Regions from separate parts of the Mus musculus genome. Here regions 1, 2 and 3 are each linked to region 4. Evidence: chromatin contacts called from public Hi-C, HiChIP or PLAC-seq and Micro-C data. All regions are on one chromosome and are shown on one strand. Each heading gives the region's core, a stretch centred on a gene start, on an enhancer-like site or on the middle of the called end of the contact. The rest is flanking DNA. Distances are from core to core; before and after follow the strand shown.

Evidence for each region. A called contact is a pair of places that touch in the nucleus more often than the background predicts. HiChIP or PLAC-seq counts read pairs in DNA pulled down with a chosen protein or histone mark.
Region 1: a contact with region 4 is called in a Hi-C map of embryonic fibroblasts, with 5 times the contacts expected there. The contact joins two enhancer-like sites. A contact is called at or near these places in 2 of 484 Hi-C or Micro-C datasets (embryonic fibroblasts and granulosa cells), 2 of 115 datasets of contacts at active chromatin or transcription factors (embryonic fibroblasts and fibro-adipogenic progenitors) and 1 of 9 other capture datasets (embryonic stem cells).
Region 2: a Micro-C map of muscle stem cells shows a contact between it and region 4, with 4 times the contacts expected there. The contact joins two enhancer-like sites. A contact is called at or near these places in 2 of 484 Hi-C or Micro-C datasets (adipose-derived mesenchymal stem cells and muscle stem cells) and 3 of 115 datasets of contacts at active chromatin or transcription factors (embryonic fibroblasts, fibro-adipogenic progenitors and pancreatic cancer cells).
Region 3: a contact with region 4 is called in an H3K27ac HiChIP or PLAC-seq map of embryonic fibroblasts, with 4 times the contacts expected there. The contact joins two enhancer-like sites. A contact is called at or near these places in 2 of 115 datasets of contacts at active chromatin or transcription factors (embryonic fibroblasts and fibro-adipogenic progenitors).

Annotation. Positions count from the first base shown.
Region 1 is chr10:56,911,641-56,917,732 of GRCm38.p6, forward strand. No RefSeq gene overlaps it. Among named protein-coding and RNA genes, the nearest start is that of Gm36769, 21 kb to the right of the region's middle. Within about 2 kb of position 3,076, at least 15 of the 459 cell types and tissues checked have an H3K27ac peak or open chromatin away from gene starts, as enhancers often do. A contact at or near this core is called in embryonic fibroblasts, where this site is marked.
Region 2 is chr10:56,779,507-56,785,712 of GRCm38.p6, forward strand. No RefSeq gene overlaps it. Among named protein-coding and RNA genes, the nearest start is that of Gm36769, 150 kb to the right of the region's middle. Within about 2 kb of position 2,910, at least 38 of the 459 cell types and tissues checked have an H3K27ac peak or open chromatin away from gene starts, as enhancers often do. A contact at or near this core is called in adipose-derived mesenchymal stem cells, embryonic fibroblasts, muscle stem cells and 1 more, where this site is marked.
Region 3 is chr10:56,952,665-56,958,904 of GRCm38.p6, forward strand. No RefSeq gene overlaps it. Among named protein-coding and RNA genes, the nearest start is that of Gm36769, 20 kb to the left of the region's middle. Within about 2 kb of position 4,242, at least 14 of the 459 cell types and tissues checked have an H3K27ac peak or open chromatin away from gene starts, as enhancers often do. A contact at or near this core is called in embryonic fibroblasts, where this site is marked.
Region 4 is chr10:56,484,795-56,491,281 of GRCm38.p6, forward strand. No RefSeq gene overlaps it. Among named protein-coding and RNA genes, the nearest start is that of Gm36595, 56 kb to the left of the region's middle. Within about 2 kb of position 2,012, at least 136 of the 459 cell types and tissues checked have an H3K27ac peak or open chromatin away from gene starts, as enhancers often do. A contact at or near this core is called in adipose-derived mesenchymal stem cells, embryonic fibroblasts, muscle stem cells and 1 more, where this site is marked.

The DNA of each region.
Region 1 (6,092 bases), core at 1,826-4,325, 430 kb after region 4:
AGAGTTCTATACCTGAGGAATGCTGGGATGCATCTTTTAATTATGAGTAGCAAGGCAATGACAGAGAGTACAATGGCCCTGAGAACTTGCATCTCTTGTAAGTTAAAAACCTAAATGAGATCATTTAAAAAGCCTTTTAACATAGAAAGATTATGTTACTCAAATGGGAGAAAGCCTATTTATTCACAAGGGATGATCTTGGGATGATTTGGGGACTCAAGCTCATACCTTCAAACCTTAACATTATTATAGGACCTTCTTCATGTTGTTTGCTTAAAATGTAGCAGTGGTGACACTTGTACAATTGCATATTGGTCCAATATTCAACCATCTCTGCCTTGTAATGACCAGACAGAGTGACCTGCTCAAGGCCATAACAAAGCTTTCGTGCTCTCTACCAGATCTTTGAATATATATATATATATGTGTATATATATATGTATATATATATGTGTGTGTGTGTGTGTGTGTGTGTGTGTGTGTGTGTGTACTAATTTTCTGTCTTTCTGGAAGCTCCTCAGCCTAGTCATAAACAGTTATCCAATCCTATTATTTTTAAATTAGTATATTATAAACAACAATAATAACAACAAAATACAAAGCCATTTAATATCTGATCTTCCATCCCACTCTGGCATTGACAATAAACTGAGTACTTATGATATAAGCCTGCTGTCTTTCTCCGCAAAGATCACACAATCATCAAGTGACCTGACTATCCATGCTATCAAGTACTATGAAGTTGAGAATCCTTGTGGGAGATAGAGCTTCCCAAATCATGGTTTATCAAGAGATTTTAATGAAAGATGACTTATGAGTGTTTACACATATACAAAATTTGCTGGGAAATTATATCACTCCTAGGACCAAAAGAAACACTTCCAACACACCCACCCCCAAAATGGCCCTTTGAGCCAGAGAGACCCTGAAGAAAGCTAGAAAAAGAGAATAATTGGCAGAAGCTTTTGATTTGAATGGATGTGGCTATTACTAAATATATCTGTGGAGTATAGAATGAGAAAAGGAAAAAATATTATGACTTTCTTTTATGATATCCTTTAATCTTTTAGAGTGTGTCTATTTCCTGAGCTGACATAGATGCCCACATGCATTCATTGAGGGTTGCCTCTTGCAAATAGAATTGACCGGAAGAAGGGAAGATTGGGTCTGTAGAGGGGTATGAGAACTGAGAGCATTGCAAACACAGAATTAGAAGCAAATGTGAATATCTCACATATCATTTCCTCCTTGTATGACTGTTACCACAGTTGCTTATAAATAAGGAAATTAGTCAACTTCCTGTTACTTTAACCAAATATATTCAGTTCAAGCCCAAGAACTGTGTGGTCTCAATTGTTTGTTCTCAAAGATAGAGCATCATGCTGGGGTTCATTCTGGAGTAGATGGTCATGTCTCAAGCCTGGAAAGATGGGGATACAGATAGGAATCCCACCATCACCTTTGAGGACATGATGCCTATGACCAAAGGTTGTCCATGAGGCCATACCTCATCCACAGCAATGCTCAATATAGATAATGATGTCAAGACTTGAGCACATAGACCTTTTAGGAGCATCCACCACCCAAACTACAAAGGTGAATATCAAAGTGGTTAAGGAATTTGAGATCACATATCTGGTAATCACGCAAGCCAAGGATGAAGCTAGTATATATTTCTTTATATTTTTGCTTTAGTATACTATACCATGACTTGATATCTCAATCTAAAGACAGAAGCACAAAAAAATCAAAGGTGATGGAGTTGAGATGGGCACAAGGCACAATTAAAGCATGATTAATAAACCATGTCAAAGATATGTCTATGAGTTTACAATCCATTTCCTTTATTGGAATGTAAGGCTCATTAGGATAAGACTTCATTCGTTTTATTCAATGCTGTTATCCCTGTTATGTATCCCTGTTATGGCACTTTGTGTGTGTGTGTGTGTGTGTGTTGTCAGGCAGCATCATAGCTGCTATAGCTTACAATGTTGTCTCACAAGATGTTAAAAAGAAGAAAGAAGAAAGAAGAAAGAAGAAAGAAGAAAGAAGAAAGAAGACACACAAAGGGTAACACCAGAGAAGGAACACTCTTTATAAGTTGAAAGACTAAAATTCATTAAATATGACTAATTTTAAGGCTGCAGATATGGATGAGCAGTTAAAAGGACTTACCCCTCATTCAGAGAACTAGGGTTCAGACCCCAGAACCCACATCAGGCACATATAGTCATATATGTGAACTATAAATCTAGTTCCAAGGGATTCAACGCCCCTTTCTGACATCTGTGGATACCTCTCTGTCTTTCCTTCTCTGTCTCTGTGTCTCTGTCTCTCTCTGTGTCTCTGTCTCCCCCCCCACCCCCTCACACACACACACACATACAAATAACTTAAAAAAAGTGTCTCTTTTACCTTCAAGTCACAGGCCTCATCTCAAGGATGCAATCAAATCCATGTCAAAATTTTATCTATCAAGATTTCCCTTAATGTGAACAATGACTAAAAGAGATTCTGTAGGTACCAAAGGAAAAGCCCAGCTTTCCTAAGCGTGAGTTGGGAGATGAAGTGGTGGCACAGATTGTCTGAGTCAGCCTGCCTTCATCACCCTTTGCGGGAAAATCCTGCCTGCCACTTAGCCAGGCTGAAATGCTGGAGATCCATTCACACGCTGCAGCATACCTACCTTCACCATCCTGACATCATGCCATGGAAAAGACAATATGAGCTTGGAAAAAATAAACAATGAAAAGGAAAAGATAAAGCTCCTCTGTTGTAAAAAGAAGACTGGAAAATATGCAGTAAGTCGGAGCTTCACGTTGGGTATCTGGTCTTATCCTGCTAAGAGAGACTGAGTGGAAAAACTGATCCACTGTCTCTAAAACTCAGAAATAAGAAAGCCAGTCCTCGATGCTTTCTTGGATATATAACTAATAAGAAATAAATCCAGTTACATTCTTTAACTCCTGCCTTCCCCCAAGGGCGATGGCTTCAATTCAGCATGACCTGCTGTCAGCTCAGGAAATTTCCACCCTGAGAATTTCCTAGCAGAGTCAAAATAAGTCACAGTCATAAGCAGATAAAGATTGTTTTTCTGAGAGTGCTTGAAACTGCGTTTGAATTCTGTCTTTAAGAGCTGAGTTGAGTGCTTGGCTAATGCTTTTCCATGGTGTCATTTTAAAACTATTTTGGCATGCTTCATGAATAGCCCATACATTGACTATTCAAAAATTAATAAAATATCATTATATTTCTTGGAACAGATTATCTTTGAGAAAGCAAACAACTAATCCCGGCACACAGACACTATCCAGCTTATTAGGGGTGACCAACATAGGTCTGTGGTAGACATGGGCCTGGCAGTAGATTGGTAATGAAAGAAGAATTTGGAATAGTTTTGTCTCACAGGCAAATAATGGTGTGGGTGCCACAGAAAGGGAAGCAGTCCGACTCCCTTTCCCAGCTGAGTGACAGCATATTTTCAAAATATATTCTCTCTATGTAATTCTGGGTCCAAGGCTAAGAATGCCTTAGAATCCATCTAATCTATTTTCAGTTTACCCTCCAAGTTATTATTATTGTTTAAGGAAAATTTATGTTGTGCCCAGTGAAAAGGTACAAGCAGCAGGTTTCGGACAGGAAGTGATAAGGAGATAAGGATTCATAATTAATTAAGAGGCAGGGTTGAGAAAGTAATTTGGAGCTGTCAACTATTTGTGGAAGGACGGTGGCAAGAAGGAAGAGGGTGGACGAGAAAGGAGCACACAGACTGTATTTTTTAAGGTTTCTATTGTTGTACTTAAACACCATGACAGAGGCAACTGTAAAAGAAAGCATTTAATTGGGCTTACCGTTTTTGAAGGTTAATTTCATGATGGCTGAGCCAACGTATAAAGGCAGAAATAGCTGATAGCTCACAACCTGATAGCTCACAACCTGATCTGAAAGAAGGAGGCAGAGAGGGAACATATCAGAGCCTTTTGGAACCTGAAAGCCTGCTCCCAGTGACACAGCTCCTTCAACAGGACCATACCTCCTAATCATTTCCAAACAGTTCCACTGATAGGGCTTCAAGTATTCAAACACATGAGCTTATGGGGCCATTCTCACTCAAATCCAAATTACAATGAGAACAAAGCAAGTCATGTGGATTCAAGGAGAACTATATTTATTTTGGACATATCCACGATTTGGAAAACATTTAATATTGTACAGATACAATTCAAAGTATAAAAAGGACATATATATATATATATATATATATATATATATATATATATATATATATATATATATTCATTGTGCTCAAAGACAGGAAATTTCAAATAGATCCCTTTAGCAATAATGGCCCAAGTAGTTCCATCAGATCCATTTCATTTTCGTGGCTTTATCTATTGTCCGCTATTGGGCTGGAACTGAGTTGACCAAAGTTAGGCACTTGGCTTCATTCTCCTTTTATCAAGTTCTCCCAGATCATACTGTTTACCCCTTGGCTTTGTGTTTGATTAGATGAAATCTGGGATTGCATTATAGCTGGGACTCAGCTCACCCCTGAAAAACACCAGCACCCCAGCATGCACTGCAGTTAGCATGCACTGGAGACTTCATCAAGGTTTGTGGTACGAAAAGCATGAAGAGGCTGTTGCTTAGAAGTCACAGGCAAGAATGTAAGAAACCTGAGAAAGGATGCCTCTGCTTGTTTTATTTTTTTGTGTATTTTGGTGCTGAGGTGTCAAAGCAAAGCTCTCACATAAGCTCCAACAGACTTAAATTGTTTACCCGCTTGCTTAGTTTTGCTTAAATTATGAATGATCTAAGAAGTAAGGGAAAAAAGACTAGGGATCAGGTAAGTGGTCTCCCATTGATTAAAATCCCTTACCCCTCTGCTTAGCTTAGCTTATGAATGATCTGAGAAACAACACAAAAGATTGTGATGGCTGGAAAGCTAGAAAAACAAAAACAAAAACAAAAAACAAAAAAAAAAGGAGCTCTAATAAAATTGATGTGGACAGCCTGTCCGGTCAAGTGGAATTCTGGGTTCTTATTACTAGAGCAGGATGATCCCACACAGGCACATTTCTTAAAGGATCCCACTTCCCTCTACCCCAGCTGCCCTTAGAGAAGGAAAGCGGTGGCTAAAGAGCAAGGCTAGTTTAGCTTCTTCCAGATTCATTGACACCACTGAGTCTGTTGCCTCTTGGGGGAAGAATCTTACAGGATGCAGTGAAGGTAAGAGTCAGTTCCATGAGGTCCTCTCACAGTGAAAGGGATGCAGAGGAGCCCCATCCCAGCTCTAGCTGGGAAATCAGTCAGGACTGATGGTGAGTTTACATAAGGCCCAGTGTTTACTTTCAGTTCTGGTAGGAAGCATCTTCTGAGATACTGGCAGTTTGTTCTCTGTAGTAACTTTTAATGTTCGCAGATGTTTCGGTTCACTCTTTGCGCCCACCAGCCAGTGGTAACCCATCCCAGGTAACCAGGGGGTGACTATATTTTCCCTACCCAGCCTTCAGTCTCAGAGGCAAATCCTGAATCTTGTATTGCCACTTAGTGGTGATGTCAGCAAAAGAAAACGACTGATGGGATCCCTCATGAATCATGGGGAAAATGTAAGTGCCATCTTGAAATATTTTAAAGCTCTCTAGGCATTTGTAAAATATTTATCCTTTTCATAATTCTACAGCACAGATATCCTAGCACCATGAAACACACCCCAGGCACATCTTCAGATGTAAATATAATTTTTATTTCCTTGCCAAGGAAAACAGAAGCTCACAAAAAAAAATCTAACTTATTTTAAGGTTAAATGACTTTGAAAATATCAAAAAGCATGTGCTTCTCACTGTAGTTGTAATGAGTCTGGCAAGCCAAATACTGGTTCCTCAATTGTCAAATGACTTTAAAACTGTGGAGAATGCTGTCACAAATTCTATTCAAGGAGCAAACAGTTTTACAGTCCTTCACTTTTTATAACTGGGATTTTTCTGGTTCTATTTATTTTAAAGCAGCTAAAACTTTGCAAAATATAAATGATTAAAAGTTTTCAAATGAAGGTATCCAAATAGAATGAAAAGATTACACAGTTACACCTG
Region 2 (6,206 bases), core at 1,660-4,159, 300 kb after region 4:
AAAGGAAGAGCCATGAGAACACCTTAAATGACTGATTTACAAAGAGAAGAAAAATAAAATACTAGAACTACCTTATGTTTTGTTTTCTGATACTTTAAATGCCTATCAATGGCAATGGGGGCGTGTAATATTTCTTTATTCTGCCAGAGCTACTTTTCTTGGAGAAACTGAGTCAGGAGAATACTGGTTTTTGATTTTTTTGTGTTTGTTTTTGTTTTTAAACTTTCAGTATCCTTTCTTTTTTTCTTTTTTTATTAGATATTTTCTTCATTTACATTTCAAATGTTATCCCCAAAGCCCCCTATACCCTCCCACCACCCTGCTCCCCAACCCACCCACTCCTGCTTCCTGGCCCTGGCATTCTCCTCTACTGGGGCATAAGATCTTCTCTAGATCAAGGGCCTCTCCTCCCATTGATGGCCAACTAGGCCATCCTCTGCTACATATGCAACTAGAGACACAGCTCTGAGGGGTACTGGTTAGTTCATATTGTTGTTCCTCCTACAAGGTTGCAGACCCCTTTAGCTCCTTGGATACTTCCTCTAGCTCCTTCATTAGGGGCCCTGTGTTCCATCCAATAGATGACTGTGAGCATCCACCTCTGTGTTTGCCAGGCACTGGCATATCCTCACAAGAGACAGTTATATCAGAGTCCTGTCATCAAAATCTTTCTGGCATATGCAATAGTGTCTGGGTTTGGTGGTTGTATATGGGATGGATCCCCAGGTGGGGCAGTCTCTGGATGGTCATTCCTTTGAATTTTGAGCTTTGAACTTTGTCTCTGTAACTCCTTCCATGGGTATTTTGTTCCCCATTCTAAGAAGGAGTGAAGTATTCACACTTTGGTCTTCCTTCTTCTAGAGTTTCATGTGTTTTGCAAATTGTATCTTGGATGTTCTAAGTTTCTGGGCTAATATCCACTTACCAGTGAGAGCATGTCATGTGTGTTCTTTTGTGATTGGGTTACCTCACTCAGGATGATATCCTTCAGATCAATCCATTTGCCTACGAATATCATAAATTCATTGTTTTTAATTACTGAGTAGTACTCCATTGTGTAAAGATGTCCCATGCTCATAGATTGGCAGGATCAATAGAGTAAAAATGGCTATCTTGCAGAAAGCAATCTACAGATTCAGTGCAATCCCCATCAAAATTCCAACTCAATTCTTCACAGAGCTAGAAAGGGTAATTTGCAAATTCATCTGGAATAACAAAAAAACCTAGGATAGCAAAAATTATTCTCAATGATAAAAGAACCTCTGGTGTAATCACCATGCCTGACATTAAGCTATACTACAGAGCAATTGTGATTTAAAAAAAACCAACCAACCAAACAACCAAACAACCGACCAAACAAACAAAAACCCCAAAACTGCATGGTACTGGTACAGGACAGACAGGTAGACCAATGGAATATAATTGAAGACCCAGAAATGAACCCACACACCTATGTTCACTTGATCTTTGACAAGGGAGCTAAAACCATCCAGTGGGAAAAAGACAGCATTTTTCAACAAATGGTGCTGGCACAACTGGCCGTTATCATGTAGAAGAATACAAATTGATCCATTCTCATCTCCTTGTACAAAGCTCAAGTCTAAATGGATAAACGAACTCCACATAAAACCAGAAACACTGAAACTTATAGAGGAGAAAGTGGGGAAAAGCCTCGAAGATATGGGCACAGGGGAAAAATTCCTGAACAGAACAGCAATGGCTTGTGCTGTAGGATTGAGAATCAACAAATAAAATTGCAAAGCTTCTGTAAGGCAAAAGACACTGTCAATAAGATGAAAAGGCCACCAACAGATTGGGAAAAGATCTTTACCAATCTTAAATATGATAGGGGACTAATTTCCAATTTATACAAAGAACTCAAGAAGTTGGACTCCAGAAAACCAAATAACTCCATTAGAAAGTGGGGCTCACAGTCAGCTAATGGATGGATCATAGGGCTCCCAATGGAGGAGCTAGAGAAAGTAGCCAAGGAGCTAAAGGGATCTGCAACCCTATAGGTGGAACAACATTATGAACTAACCAGTACCCCGGAGCTCTTGACTCTAGCTGCATATATATCAAAAGATGGCCTAGTCGGCCATCACTGGAAAGAGAGGCCCATTGGACTTGCAAACTTTATATGCCCCAGTACAGGGGAACACCAGGGCCAAAAAGGGGGAGTGGGTGGGCAGGGGAGTGGGGGTGGGTGGATATGGGGGACTTTTGGTATAGCATTGGAAATGTAAATGAGCTAAATACCTAATAAAAAATGGAAAAAAAATAAAAAAATAAAACAATTTCAACTGGTTTAACACTGGTTGAATAAACCATTAAAAAAAAGAAAAGAAAAAAAAGAAAGTGGGGTACAGAGCTAAACAAAGAATTCTCACCTGAGGAATACCGAATGGCTGAGAAGCACCTGAAAAAATGTTCAACATCCTTAATCATACGGGAAATGCAAATCAAAACAACCTTGAGATTCCATCTTACACTAGTCAGAATGGCTAAGATCAAAAATTCAGGTGAAAGCATATGCTGGTGAGGATGTGGAGAAAGAGGAACACTCCTCCATTGCTGGTGGAATTGCAAACTGGTACAACCACTCTGGAAATCAGTCTGGCGGTTCTTCAGAAAATTGGACATAGTACTACCGGAGGATCCCGCAATACCTCTCCTGGGCATATATCCAGAAGATGTCCCAACCGGTAAGAAGGACACATGCTCCACTATGTTCATAGCAGCCTTATTTATAATAGCCAGAAGCTGGAAACAACCCAGATGCCCCTCACCAGAGGAATGGATACAGAAAAGGTGGTACATTACACAATGGAGTCCTACTCAGGAGAGTACTGTTTAAGGTCACTCTGTGAATCAACTCCTTTGCTGGGAATGAAAACCCAGGGTGGTGAGTCACTTCATTCTAGGTGGTGAGCTCAGGCCGCAGCCCGCAACAGGCATGCCCTGTCAGCATGAGGTCAGAGGCTCATTTACACAAATCATAACTGTCTTCAATTGCAGCAGACAGAATGTTATGGAGATTGACATTTGCCCTCCTTAAAGGGGGACTGTAAGCAAATGATCAAAGAATGCTGAAATGGAAGGGAGGGTTTTTTAACATCTTCATTTACATTGCTTAGACTGTATTAAAAGCCAGCAGCCCTCTAAAATACCATATACATCATCTATTCTGACCACTAACAACCCTAAGACCCTCTCTATCTTCCTATTCTGCAGTAAATGCTCTGACTCTTCAATTGTGAGAAAAGACGCTCAAGTGCTGAAGTGGTTGGCTTCTGCCTGCTTCGCCCTCCCCTCCCCCCCCCCCCCCCCCCGTTTGTAGGAGTTGCTTTTCTATTGCTATGGTTAAATACCATGGTGAAAGGCAAACAAAGAAGGGTACATTTGGGCTGATTCAGCTGAAGCATCCTTAGTAGCAAGAGTGGCTTGGCAGAGAGTGGCTGGAGCAGGAAGCTGAGAGATCATACCTTTACCTGCAAGCACCAAGCAGAGAGAGTGAATCTGAAGAGGGGGTGAGGCTTTGAACTCTCAAAGTGTGTCTTTAGCGACTTACCTTGTCCTGAAAGGCTTGCATCACCTCTCCAAACAGAGCCACTTACTGTGCACCAAATACTGGAGCTTATGGGGCCATTTCTCATTCAAATCACCTCATTATACCAAGGGCAAGGTCACTCGCTTGACTGGTTAGCTGTTTAAATACATAAGTAGTGAGTGTGTCAAGCACCATTCAAAGTGGTCCCATAATCTACCAGCATTCTCATTCCTCATTTCCTGGGCCCCTGAGTAGATTAAACCACCCTTGTCCAGGAGATAAGCATGAAAGAAGAAACCTCATTTTGAAGACAGATAAATTGTTGAGAATACACATCGAAAGTGAGCTGTTGTTATAGGTACTAAAATTCGTGGCTTGTTACTGGTCAGAGTGTCATGCTCATAAAGATGCGGAAATGTACATGCCTTTGAGAGTCAGACTCTTTGGCTAGCCATAGTAGAACTAAACTGAGCTGAAAATTGTGATTGGTCATACTCAGAATGCCCCAGTATAAGTTAAATATAAGTGTGTTTTTTATGTATGTTATATGTATGTATGTACATATTTTGAGATGAGGTAGTCCAGGTTAGCCTTGAACTTGTGATGACTCTTAACCTCCACCTCTCAAGTGCTAGAATTGTAGGTTTGCAATCGCATGCCTTGCTGACTGGAGTGTATTCTCAATCCTCCTTGTAGACATGCAGAATCTAGGTGAGGCATGACCACATATAGGCAACTTGAAGTCCAATATAAAAATCACAGGGAACTTCAAATGGAAACTTGATACAGAATTGCATTTCGTTTATGCTTAACAGTATGTGTATCTGTTTTTCATGACACATTCAATTTGGTATTTCAAACTGATTTAGAAGAAGGTATCAGGTTTCCCTCTGAAATATGGTTGTGAGATTTAAACAAAAGGGATTTCTCTGACCAAATGCAGTAAGTTATACTGGAAAAAAAAGAGAATGCTCCACTTAGTGCTTCATGCAAATACAATTTCTGTGACTAAGGAGCACTGTATAAAGGTTTGCTATGTGGAAAGCCACATACACGAACAGAAGAGAGGTCAGGCGCTCTGACTCACACGCAGCTCCTGGTTCTTAATCATTCCCTTACTCCCAGTCCTCTGATTCCTGCTTGCAAGGGAAGAATACACAGCCTAAAATGAGAAATGAGTTCATCAAACTGCACAGAACTCTTTGACAAGCAGCATCATTCAGTGGAAACAGATTTACAGTTAGAAAAACCAACAAAACCCTAAGCACACATATTTTTCTTCCGTCCTTTTAGCTATCTGTTGAGCAGAAGAAGACTAGCCATGGTAACCCTACCTTGAGTTACGATAATTGTTGATGACAGGGATAGTGGTGACAGTAATGGTGGTGGTGATGGTGGTGGCTACTTTGTTGAATCAATTTCTTTAATTTTGTTGAATCAATTAACTGGGTTAAATGATACACAGATCACTTGACACACCGTATCTCTGAATGTATCTGTGTAGAGGAGGCTTTCAGAAGAGATGAATAGTTCAGTAAGTTGACTAACCAGAGATCCTCAATAGTCGGACATTAAGATGCTAGCATCTTGATCTTGAATTTTAGCCTCCAGAATGCTTAAAAACATATTTCTGATGTTTACACCACCAGTCTGTGGTATTTTATTATGGCAGCATCAGCAAACTAATGCAAAGGGGCTCTCTTTCAGTGGAAGGCCAGATTTCCCAAAGAGTTTCTGTGACTAACTCGGTCATGCTACTTCTTACAGCCGGGAGCACAGATTTCTAGGTATTAACATATGAATTTCACATAAGAACCAAGCAGTGCTTTCTTCTTATCCAAATGATTATTACTGTTAAAGTGAACTTTTGCATGACTTTTTTTTTTTTTTTTTTGAGATGCAATGGTTTTAAGAATTCAGTTATTCCCAGGGCAGTAGTGGCACATGTCTTTAATCCCAACACTTGGGAGAAAGAAGCTGGCAGATATATGAGTTCAAGGTCAGTCTGATCTACAGAGTGAGTTTCAGGACAGCAAAGACTACACAGAGAGTAACCCTGCCTCAACAAATCACCACCACGATGATGATGATGATGGGGAGGAGGAGGAAACAATAATAATAATTAAAAGAGAGAAAAATAATTTAGTCATTGAATCATCAGCTCTGCTACTGATGTTTTAGAAAACTAGATTGTCCGATATTTGAAGAGAAACTTTAAAGCCCTACACATCACATCTTTCACAAAGGATGATATGAAGTTTGCAACACCAAGGGACCTATTTTCTTGAAATGTAAATAAAGAAAATATCTAATAAAAATTTGAAAAAAGAATGATATGAACCCAGAAAGCAGGTTACTTTAAAGCAGTCACTATCAATGCAACAAGCATGGTAGTAGAGGAAGAATATGATAATTTACACTGTGGAAGTTAACTGTTTGACAATGTGGAAAGGTGGTCAGAGGAGCAATCTTTACAGGGTTGAAAAGTAATGAATAAATAGCCCACAGCTGTACAAGGGATCAATTCTTATTGCTTTGCTTAATAATTCAGAGAAGAATGAAGTCACCTTCCCATTCCACACCATCTACTCTTACTGCTTCTTTCTCTGTTTGATTCTACATGCTCTGTTTCTTTTCCCTGTTAGGAAAGATCAAA
Region 3 (6,240 bases), core at 2,992-5,491, 470 kb after region 4:
GGCCCCGGCATAGTCTCACAAGAGACAGCTACATCTGGGTCCTTTCGGTAAAATCTTGCTAGTGTATGCAATGGTGTCAGCGTTTGGATGCTGATTATGGGGTGGATCCCTGGATAAGGCAGTCTCTACATGGTCCATCCTTTCATCTCAGCTCCAAACTTTGTCTCTGTAACTCCTTCCAAGGGTGTTTTGTTCCCACTTCTAAGGAGGGGCATAGTGTCCACACTTCAGTCTTCATTTTTCTTGAGTTTCATGTGTTTAGGAAATTGTATCTTATATCTTGGGTATCCTAGGTTTTGGGCTAATATTCACTTATCAGTGAGTACATATTGTGTGAGTTCCTTTGTGAATGTGTTACCTCACTCAGGATGATGCCCTCCAGGTCCATCCATTTGCCTAGGAATTTCATAAATTCATTCTTTTTAATAGCTGAGTAGTACTCCATTGTGTAGATGTACCACATTTTCTGTATCCATTCCTCTGTTGAGGGGCATCTGGGTTTTTTCCAGCTTCTGGCTATTATAAATAAGGCTGCTATGAACATAGTGGAGCATGTGTCCTTCTTACCAGTTGGGGCATCTTCTGGATATATGCCCAGGAGAGGTATTGCTGGATCCTCCGGTAGTACTATGTCCAATTTTCTGAGGAACCGCCAGACAGATTTCCAGAGTGGTTGTACAAGCCTGCAATCCCACCAACAATGGAGGAGTGTTCCTCTTTCTCCACATCCTCGCCAGCATCTGCTGTCACCTGAATTTTTGAACTTAGACATTCTGACTGGTGTGAGGTGGAATCTCAGGGTTGTTTTGATTTGCATTTCCCTGATGATTAAGGATGTTGAACATTTTTTCAGGTGCTTATCTGCCATTCGGTATTCCTCAGGTGAGAATTCTTTGTTCAGTTCTGAGCCCCATTTTTTAATGGGGTTATTTGATTTTCTGAAGTCCACCTTCTTGAGTTCTTTATATATGTTGCATATTAGTCCCCTATCTGATTTAGGATAGGTAAAGATCCTTTCCCAATCTGTTGGTGGTCTCTTTGTCTTGTTGACGGTGTCTTTTGCCTTGCAGAAACTTTGGAGTTTCATTAGGTCCCATTTGTCAATTCTCGATCTTACAGCCTTGACTCTTTCTAATTGATGGCATGTATATCCCATGCCTGTTTGTCTGATATTTTTGTGTGAGCTGTTTGTTTTGTATGTATGAGTGTGCACATATAAGTATGAGAGCACGCATGCCTGTGCACCCATATAATGAGGCCAAAGAAGGATGCTGAGTGTCTTTTTGCATCATCCTCCATCATATTTCTTTGAGATAATATCTTCACAAAACTTGAAGTTTCCTTTTCATTGGTTAGGCTAGCTAGTCAGTGAGATCTGTTACCTCCTTCCGTTCTGGGCTTACAAGAACACAGTCATATCTTCCCTCCCCCCCCCCATTGTTCTTTTTTTTTATTAGATATTTTCTTTATAAACTTTTCAAATGCTATCCCAAAAGTTCCCTATACCCTCCCCCCGCCCTGCTCCTCTACCCACTCACTCCCGCTTCTTGGCCCTGGCATTCCCCTGTACTGGGGCATATAAAGTTTGCAATACCAAAGGGCCTCTCTTCCCACTGATGGCTGACTAGGCCATCTTCTGCTACATAATGCAGCTAGAGATACGAGCTCTGGGGGTACTGGTTAGTTCATATTGTTGTTCCACCAATAGGGTTGCAGACCCCTTCAGCTCCTTGGGTACTTTCTCTAGTTTCTACATTGGGGGCCCTGTGTTCCATCTTATAGATGACTGTGAGCATCCACTTCTGTATTTGCCAGGCACTGGCATAGCCTCATATGAAACAGCTATAACAGGGTCCTTTCAGCAAAATCTTTCTGGCATATGCAATAGTATCTGCGTTTATAATAGCCAGAAGCTGGAAAGAACCCAGATATCCCTCAACAGAAGAATGGATACAGAAAATGTGGTACATTTACACAATGGAGTACTACTCAGCTATTAAAAACAATGGATTTATGATATCTGGAGGATATCATTCTTAGTGAGGTAACCTAATCACAAAAGAAGTCATTATATATGCATGCACTGATAAGTGGCTATTAGCCCAGAAACATAGAACACCTAAGATACAATTTGCAAAGCACAAGAAAGTCAAGAAGAGGGAAGACCAATGGTTAGATTCTTCATTCCTCCTTAAAATAGGGAACAAAATACCCATGAAAGGAGTTACAGAGACAAAGTTTGGAGCTAAGATGAAAGGATGGACTATCCAGAGACTACCCCACCAGGAGATCCATCTGATAATCAGCCATCAAACCCAGACACTATTGCATATCTGTCTTTTTATGTGGATGTCAGGGCTTTAAATTCAGGTCTTCATCTTTGCACACGTTCTCTTACACTCTGGACCATCTATCCAGAATGATATCTCCTTTTTTTTTTTTTTAAACCTGGGGGCAGGGAATGTATGATGCAGGTGGAGTTTAATAGGACTTTCTTATAGGATTGAGAATACATAATGCTACTGTAATTTTATTGCTTTCTTTGTTTAAGATTCAATTCTTTTTAAGACACATAAAGGATTCAGGATATAGGTGGCAATTTTAGCTATAAAACATAATCACAGACAGCATTTTCTGTATACAAGAAGTTGTATTTTAGTAGAATCTTAAATATCCTATTAAATATTCTCTCAAATATCAAAAGGATGCTTTTCAAACATAATGAGTTATGAAATTTACTCTTTTCTGGCAGACCAGGTCTAGATGCAAATACATCTTTGTAACTTTCAGCAAGCTTCATAAATAAAATAGGACAGCAATCAATAGAACTAAAAATATAGATACTTCATTGTTTGAAAATACATTTGCTATGTATGACTATCTTAATATTTCATTTGTTAAAAATTCTACACAACACTGTTAAATTAATGTCTCTAAAACTTGTTGAGTACTTTTAGTTTCTGGACACTAAAAAATTCAAATCAAGGATTGGAGAGGTGGTTTAGTGGCTCCGATCATGAGCTGCTCTTCCAAAGGACCTAGGTTTCATTCTCATAACCTGCATGGCTGCTTACAACTACTTGTAACTCCAGTTCCAGGGGACATGGTATTCTCTTAGACTCCTAGGAGTCTAGGCAGGCATATACATACATGCAAGTCATCATTAATACACATAAAAATAATAAAATTTAAAAATTAATATCAGAAACTTTAAATTAGTAAGATATACTCTCTCTCTCTCTCTCTCTCTCTCTCTCTCTCTCTCTCTCTCTCTCTCTTCTTTTTCTCTCTCTACCCACCCCTCCCCCAGATTCTCACTCTGTGGACCCACTTAAGCGGTATCTCACTCACTATGTAGATCTGAGTGGCCTCCAACTCACAGGTGCCCCCCTAGGTGTATTTCACCCTGTCCTATGCAGTTCACTTTCTTTTATGATAATGTGTGACTCTCTATATGACTATATGTGCATTTAAACCTATCTACATATCAAAATATCATTTCATTAAATAAAAATTTGTTAATTATTTGATCTATACAGTTTAAATTAAACACTTTATTTGGGGCTTACAGGCTCAGAAAATAAATGTAAGGATTGCCATCTATACCATTGCCAGAACTCAAGGTGAATTACTGAATATCAGGAGCATTGTTCTGCATAACTCTTAGTAATTTTTTTACTTTTCCCAGTATTGTGGTATACTACTTGGCTGATGTGGTTTTCCTCATTGGCCAAGCCAAGTCAAAATGGAGTGAAGAAAGGATATTTGGGGCCAAATAATACACTGTGGTTAAAATCACTTGCCTCATGTAAATATAGTCTTACTGAGAAAGAATTTGTCATGGGCATTGCCAGCAGTAAGCTATGTCATCTTATAAACCTAGTGTCAGTGTTTCACCTTTAAAAAAATAAGTAGAATATTAAAGGTTTGATCAATAATGTAAAAAATAAGATGGCACATCATTCAAACTAGATTGAAAAATCTTTGGTACTTGACAATACATAATTTTTTTCAGGTTCAATCTAACATTTTCTTTGAAATTATTATGGGAGAAGTTATTGTAGAGAAGAAATAAAGGCATCCTAAATCAATAAATGACATCATAACTGCTTGTGTATTGTGAGTCATTAACTCCTCTGGAAAAATAATTTCCATTAATGTTAGATTATGTGTTGTAATACATCTCAGCCTAGGTCACATGTCTGCAGGCTTATGGTAAGTTTTAACAATGCTGTCATCATGGGTCTCCACTTCTGGAGGCATATAAGGAGGTTTTCTTCACTCCTTGGTTTAGCAATGTATTGTACAAACCTTGTGTAAGCTTGCCAAAACCAGCTGGTCAAGGAGCGCTGCGTGACTCTACAGAGTTCTGGGAATCCTCCCACACTTAATAACTGGGTAAACAAGCATAGTCAAGCTTCATATAAGAACTAAACTTGGAGTTCCTGGAAAATAATTCACACTAATTCTTTAGATGCTTCTTTTATTCCTGGAATTCTGTTTTTGTTTTTGTTTTTTTTAAATCACCATCACCTGTGTGCAAAGATGGTCATAGCACTTTTACCTTCATAGAATTAAGAGCAATGCCTTCTCTTTTCCATGATCTACCATGTACTAGGCCCTAGCAAAGCTAACACAATGAAATTAATATTTATTATGACAAAACTCCAGAGACAAATTCTACTTTGAAGTATTTTGCTATAAGTTTCAGAAGACCTCATGGTAAGTTTCCTCATGCATAAAACAGTACTTAAAAAGTAGAGGTTAAATAATTATTGTTTGTCATTATCTCTGTTCAAATGAGATTGGTTTGTTAATGCTGATGTACACTAATAAGAATAACTACCAGGCACACGATGAATATCAAGAAAGCTGCTATGTAAGCATCCTGTGGAAAGCTCCATGCTCACACATGTAGGATACTTTCTGAGGTTTGTAAAGTAGGAAGTGATTCAGGTGCTGTATTTGTGTTGTGAAAACAATAACTGGAACGAATGTTTGAAACAGGCACAGTTACAGAATCTACATTACAGAGTTTGCATATAAGTATCAAGTTTTACTTATCTGGTAGTATATACTAGAGTGATATTTGCGTAGGCAGTGTGTACAGACAAACCAGTTAGGATTTAGGAAGCCCAGAGGAGGCCTTAATACCTAATGTCACTTGATCCATAACTTCAGATTTTTGGTGTGATTTCTTTATATTCCACAGGGGAAAATTGTAATTTCTTTTTTCTTTCTTTTTTCTTTTTTCTTAGGTATTTTCCTCATTTACATTTCCAATGCTATCCCAAAAGTCCCCCATACCCTCCCCACCACTCCCCTACCCACCCACTCACACTTTTTGGCCCTGGCGTTCCCCTGTACTGGGGCATATAAAGTTTGCAAGTCCAAATGGGCCTCTCTTTCCAGTGATGGCCGACTAGGCCATCTTTTGATACATATGCATCTAGAGACAAGAGCTCCGGGGTACTGGTTAGTTCATATTGTTGTTCCACCTATAGGGTTGCAGATCCCTTTAGCTCCTTGGGTACTTTCTCTAGCTCCTCCATTGGGAGCCCTGTGATCCATCCATTAGCTGACTGTGATCATCCACTTCTGTGTTTGCTAGGCCCTGGCATAGTCTCACAAGAGACAGCTATATCTGGGTCCTTTCAGCAAAATCTTCCTAGTGTATGCAATGGTGTCAGCGTTTGGAGGCTGATTATGGGATGGATTCCCGGATATGGCAGTCTTTAGATGGTCCATCCTTTCGTCTCAGCTCTAAACTTTGTCTCTGTAACTCCTTCCATGGGTGTTGGAAATCATGTAAGAATATAAAAGCTATTTGTGGTCTATAACGGACCATGGAATGGGAGGCACAGTTACTCAGAATTTGTACACACACACACACACACACACACACACACACACACACACACACACAGAGAGAGAGAGAGAGAGAGAGAGAGAGAGAGAGAGAGAGAGAAACAAGTGCCATCAACAGTATGCTGCTATGAGGATATCTAAATTAGTGCTTTATGTTAAAGTCAATAACCTTGTGAATACTGCCCAGATCATGGAATGGAACATTGCCTGGTGTCTCAGAATTAACTCTGCTTAACTCCAGTGTCACAAATTGCAGCAGCTGCCAAAGACAGCTACTATGATTACATATCAATTACTCAATTGCTTTGTTTCATAGCTTCATCATCCAAGTGTGTAGTACTAGACACAACCATTGCGTTTACTGGTTAAAAA
Region 4 (6,487 bases), core at 762-3,261:
GGGTAAATATTGATTTTGTTTCTATACTGAAGAACAAAACTGTGTGATGCTTGTCACTTTTATGGTAATTCCTAGTAATCTGTAGCCTATAAACTTCTTCTCTGTCTGGGTGGAAATTTTGAATAGGTATGTTGATCGGTTTTAATTTGCTGGCAAAGACCGAAACTGTATTGAAGTGGATGAATTCCAAGCGTTAATTAAATTCAAGTTAGGCAGGGGTATATGAATTGTACAGAGAAGGCCTGGGATTTTTCTCGTAGGTGTTAAAAATGACAATTACCCAGACAGGGTGCGAAACTATCATACAAGACAGATGAACATTGATGTGGGTTTGGGGGAGTGATATAACCATCATGGCATGTATGTCTGGTGAGTGTTGTCCAAACACACATGGCAATCTCTGCCAACACTCCAGATGTTGGGATCTGTTTCTATGGGGAAGCACTTGCCATGCTGTGGAACCATTGTCCTGGTCACGCCAAGCCATCTGCCTTGCCCAAACTTAGCTTACAGTTGAATTTTCAGCTGCGTCGTTGACACCTCTCAAGTTTTCCCTTTCTGATACAGGCTCAGAGGTATATCCTGTATGGTACCTGTCAGTTCTTGGAAATCTAATGACTCATTTCCTAAAACGAGTTGATGTTGTTTTTCTGAAACATCTTTAAAGAACAAAACATATAATGACAAGTTAACCTCAGGTGATGTTTATATTTTAGAAGGTTTTAAGATACATACTGGTTGCTGAGTTAGGTATAAAGGGGTGTGTGTGTGTGTGTGTGTGTGTGTGTATGTGTGTGTGTGTATGTGTGTGTGTGTGTGTGTGTGTGTGTGTGTGTGTGTGTGTATGTGTGTGTGTGTAGGGGGGTTACCTGCTGTCCAAACAACACTTCTTCAGCTAAGAGCTGTATATTCAAATTACTACAAGAACATATTGACAATTGGCAAGATGATATAATTTAAGTCAAGAATCCTTGAGAACAGTGAGACTTTCATTAATTTGTCAGACATTTGAAGGCCAGGACCTTGTCTTGTTTGCCCCTGATTTCTTTCTATTTCTTTTTGTTTTTTGAAACAGAGTCTCATCATGTAACCCTGGCTGGCCTTGGACTTGATAAGTGGAGCAAGGTGGCCTCTAAGTAGCAGAAATCAGCCTGCTTGCTGGGATTAAAGTTGTGCTACGCAGTGTCTGCCCACGCTACAGCACCCTTTGTGACAGGGTGTAGACCGGCCGAAACTAATGAGATATCCTGATGCCCCTGCCTCCATTTTCCCACACCCCCTACCCAACCCAACCAGCCAAGAAGCCTGGCCCACCTTTGTTGAAGCCTTTAAAAGGGCTCTCTGTACGTATTTCGGAAAGCTGGAGTGCTGGCAATCAGACTTTCCTCATTCTGGAGTATGAGAGTCACAGAATTTGTGGAAAACATAGACATACAAAAGAAAAGATTTATTGTGGGGATTTGAGTTTATAAAATAACTAGTTTACCTGGAATCAGGAGGTGAAGTCAGGAAGGTTGCAAATTTGACATTAACCTGGAATATACACTGACTGTTTCAAAACAACAAAAACAACCACTGGCCTGGCTGGTAATCCAGCTCAGCCCTAGAGTCGTTGCCCAAAAGATCAAGGACCTAGGTTCCATTCCTAGCACCCACTAACCAACCCCAAAAGAGCAACACAGTGGGAACTGGATTTTCTGCCTGGTGCTGGAGTCTGAATTTTTTAAGGGAGGCAGTGAGGAGGGCTGGGTGAGTATGAAGTGGGAGGTTCAAGGAAAACCCAGAGTCTTTGAAGCTTGACTGGAAACCACAATGAAGGAACAGAACTTCTGTCTGTCTGCCTCCAGGCCTCTAACGCTTAGGCTGGGGACACTGCGCAAGAGAAACTAGTGTCTTGTATGTCTAGGAGGTAAGGAAAAAAAACAAACCGCACTTGGCTCAGAAGTCAGAGAAAGTGAATCATGAGCTCCACTACTCACAGCACCAAGAGGTCCCAGCTGCAGCCCCACCCGACTCTGACTCTGCCGGCAACCGACTGTGAGTCAGCAGATAGGCAGTGCTAGAGGGGCTGCCTCATTCCTGCACCAACTTCCTGAGGAATGTTTGCACCTTCTTTTCTGTGTTCTAAACCTTTTGAAAACTATTTTCATGGCTCACATTAGCTCTGAATGACACAGAAGTGGGGAGGTCAACAACCGAAGCTCTTACTTAGGCAAACTGATATAACACAAATAATAATAATAACAATAGCTATTATTATTACCATTATTATTCCTGTCTAACCTTCTGTCAGGCTAGCATCCTTTCACATCTTTTAATGATGCTTAACTTCCAAATAAAGACAAACAGGAAATACTACCTCAGGCTAACATAACAAAAGCAACCCTCACACACATGAAAACATCCAGAAACTGACAGTGATCCTGTCCTAGGAGAAATAGATGGAGCCCTGGAAGATAGAGGAGGTATTCAACAGACATTTGCATTCCCTCTTTTAACTGTTATTAACAGCAATGCAGGAGTTAGAGCTTCAAGCCGATCTCTAGAGAATATATACAGAGCACTTTGGCCCTATACCTAGCAGAGGAACTCTTGGGTGTGGTAGGTAGCCTATGCCTGTAACCCTAGCACCTGAAATCCAGAGGAGGCTTTGAGTTAGAGGCTAGCCTGGACTTAACGGTGCGTTCACAAATAGACTAAGCCACAGTATGAGACTCTCTTAAAATACAATCAAACAAACAAAGGAAAGCAATGGGCTGAGGGAAGAAGAAATTCGCCAGGTTTGGAACAGGGACGGTTCTTTTCAAACAACTGACTTTTATTTTGTGTGTGTTTGACTGCATATATGCATGTGTACCTCATATTTGCCACACTTGCTCATGGAAGCTAGGCGAGGATATCAGATCTTCTGAAAGTGGAGTTAAAGACAGCATTGAGCTGCTGTGTGGATACTGGAAATTCAACCCAGGTCCTCTGCAAGAGCAGTAAGAACTCCTAACCACTGAGCCATCTCTCCATACATATGGATCTTGTATACTCCATTCCATAAAATCCCAAGACTTCTTTCCCTTTCAAAATGGGGATATTTGGGGTGGCGGGGTGGGGGGGACTAAAGATATTGCTCCATTGGTAGAAGGCTTGTCTAGTACACATAAGGCCTACGGTTTGATCAGCAGCACCACACAAACTAGGCACAGTGGGACATGTTTGTAATCCTGGCACTCAACAGGCAGAGGCAGAATCTGCAGTTCAAGACATTCTTGACTGTGTAATGAGTTTGAGGTTACCCTGGGAAACATGAGACCCTGTCTCAAAAATAAGGTACATTTTTGCTCAGGCCTAGAATTTAATTTGAGGTTCATGGCTCCAGAGGGTTAGTGTCCATGGACCTCATGGTTGAGACCATGATGGCAGGAAGGCAGGCATTGTGCCAGAGCAATGTCTGAGAGCTCATACCTCTACCCACAAGTGCAAGGCAAAAAGAGAAAGAGGGGGCTGAAGGTAGGAATGGCATGAGTTTTCTGAATCCCCCAAATCTGCCCTTAAATAACACACTTCCAGCAAGGGCTCATCTTCTAACCCTTTCTAAACAGTTCCACTAACTGGGTACCATGAATTCAAATATGGAGATGGGCCACTTTTATTCTAACCGCTACACATTGGTTTTATCCTTCCTCCTTTACATAGATCCTAATTATTGAATTCATGTACCCAGTCTTACTCAGCAAGTACTTTTACCATCTAAGCTATCTCACCATTTTGTTTACAACAAAATGTGATTAGCTGTTCACTTTGAGGCAGAGGAGAATCAAACATTTTTTTTTTTTAAATGAAAGTGTTATTCAAGTAACAGGTATTTTGTATGTAGGCTGCTGACTTTACTTTCAATACTTGGTTTTTTTTTTTTTTTTGGTTTTTCGAGACAGGGTTTCTATGTATAGCCCTGGCTGTCCTGGAACTCACTTTGTAGACCAGGCTGGCCTTGAACTCAGAAATCGGCCTGCCACTGCCTCCCAAGTGCTGGGATTAAAGGCGTGTACCGCCACCACCTGGCTTACTTTCAATAGTTGTAAAGAAATGAAAACTATATTCTGTGTGGGCTAGAAGAACATTTAAAAGACAGTAAGTAGATTTGGTGGCATATAATTTTATCAACTGTCTATGTCATTTCTGACTTATCTTTGTGATAAATACCTATCATAGGATCCTGTGTGCATATGAACAATGCTGGAAACTAGAAAGCAAGACAGAAACACATTTATACCTCTTCTGTTTAGCATGTCAACTCAGACCTGTAATCACAGCACTGAGGAGGTGGAGTTTGGAGGATGCCTGAGTTGCTGGATGCCGTGGGCTACAGAGAGACCCAACCCCCATGCCCCAAATAAAACAAAACAAAAATCTGTGCATGTCAGCCTACATCTGTAATCTCAGTATTTGGGCGGTAGAAGCAAGAGGATCAGGAGTTCAGAGTCACTGTGAATAGACAGTGCCAGCTAGCCTGAGCTACATGAGACCTTATCTCAAAAGAAACAAACAACAAAACAAAATCAATGCCAAACGAAACCCTAACATACTGTTTTCAATATGCAGTAACTATTCAACATCTTCAAATATGTTTTTTTTTAAATCTTCCCTCTTTCCTTATGACTTCTAACTACATATATATTGGTGTTCAAGGGTGTGGATTTGGTAGTTAACAAGGATATGAACATGAGGATGAATTTGACACAGTATTCATGCTTGCTGACCCTGAACCAGATGCAAGTGTAGACACTGGTCATGCACAGTGTCTGCTGACCTGACCTGCCTTATCACACACATTATGAATTGTTTCATAAACACTGCAGCTTGCTTTGCTCCTATCTCCATATTTGTATAGACACTGGCACAGATTTGTAGAACTTAAGGAAAACAGCATAAGCAGTGTGCTCACCGGGCCTTGGAAGCTATTTATTCTTACTTCAAGGCTATCTCAGAATGCTTGCAGTTTCCTTCAAGGCCCTGGTTTGAAAAGAAAGCCTTCTGTAAGTTTTTACTTGCTAAAGATGGGGTCAGCTTTTGCATTTAGTTAATTTTATTTTTGGTACCTTTTTTAAAATTTAATAACTTCATATAGAAAGAATGAAATGTCCATGAAAGATCAGTATCAAAGGAATGATTTAATATATCGATGAGCTAAGACTACTGGGGAGAAATTACAGATGGGAGTGTGGCTTTTCAGTGAACCCAAACTCCTCAGTCAAAAGATTTATGGTGAAGTTCAATCCATGTATGCTCTCTTAGGTGTGTTTTCCAACCAGACTCCTTACATACACAAAAACCCCAACAATTCCTGGCTAAAATAGAGCATTCTATTTTCCTAGATATTTCCAAGATAGCCACTAGAATGTTTTTACTTCAAAAGCCCATATAAAAATTAAAAAATTTAAAAATAAAACCAATTCATTTTATTTCAATTATATGTATGTATGTGTGGGTGTGTGCCTGCGTGTGTGGGTGTGTGTCTGTTCATAGGCTCAAGAGTGCCTGCAGAGGTCAGAGACATGAGGCCCTCTCAAGGTGGAGTTATAGTCCATCGGGTGTCAACCTATGTGGATGCTGGGAATTGCATTGGTTCTCTAGAAGAGCAGTAAGTGAGTTATCTTTCCAACTCATAAATTCTCTATTTATTTACTCACTTGTTTATAGACAGCGTCTCACTATGTATTCATGGCTAGACTGGAATACTAAATGTAGACCAGGCTGGCCTTGAACTCACGTAGGTTCCTTTGCCTCTGACTCCTGAGTGCATCAACGTGTCTTGCAGATTTCCAAGTTTCTGAGACAGGGTCTCATGTTTCCAGGACTGGCTTGGAACTCCCAATCATCCTGCCTCTACCTCTCAGGTACAGGCACTACAAGCCTGGCTCAAATTGTTAGAGTTTTAAAATACATTTTAATTATATCCACTTTGGCAAAACAAAGTATATCAAAGGTAACTATATTTTTTTATTAGAAGTGTAGAATTATTTCATTCAGAGGAAAAAGTGTATGTTTTATGTTTTACAGAGGAGAACTGCCTTATATTGTGACCAGTGAAAAATAGTAAAACAGTCAAGGGTCAAGTTGTTGGGAGGGAGATGGGACTACAGCTGTGAAATCCTGCGGTGGGCTGGCCAGAGCTCCAGGAGCCCAGGATATGATTCTCAATTGTATTTTACATTGGGCTTTGAATGGCTAGGGGAACACCGTCATGGGAATCTTACCCTAGTTGATTTCTTTTTTTTTTTTTTTTCCATTTTTTATTAGGTATTTAGCTCATTTACATTTCCAATGCTATACCAAAAGTCCCCCTTACCCACCCACCCCCACTCCCCTACCCACCCACTCCCCCCCTTTGGCCCTGGCGTTCCCCTGTACCGGGGCACACAAAGTCTGCGTGTCCAATGGGCCTCTCTTTCCAGTGATGGCCGACTAGGCCATCTTTTGATACATATGCAGCTAG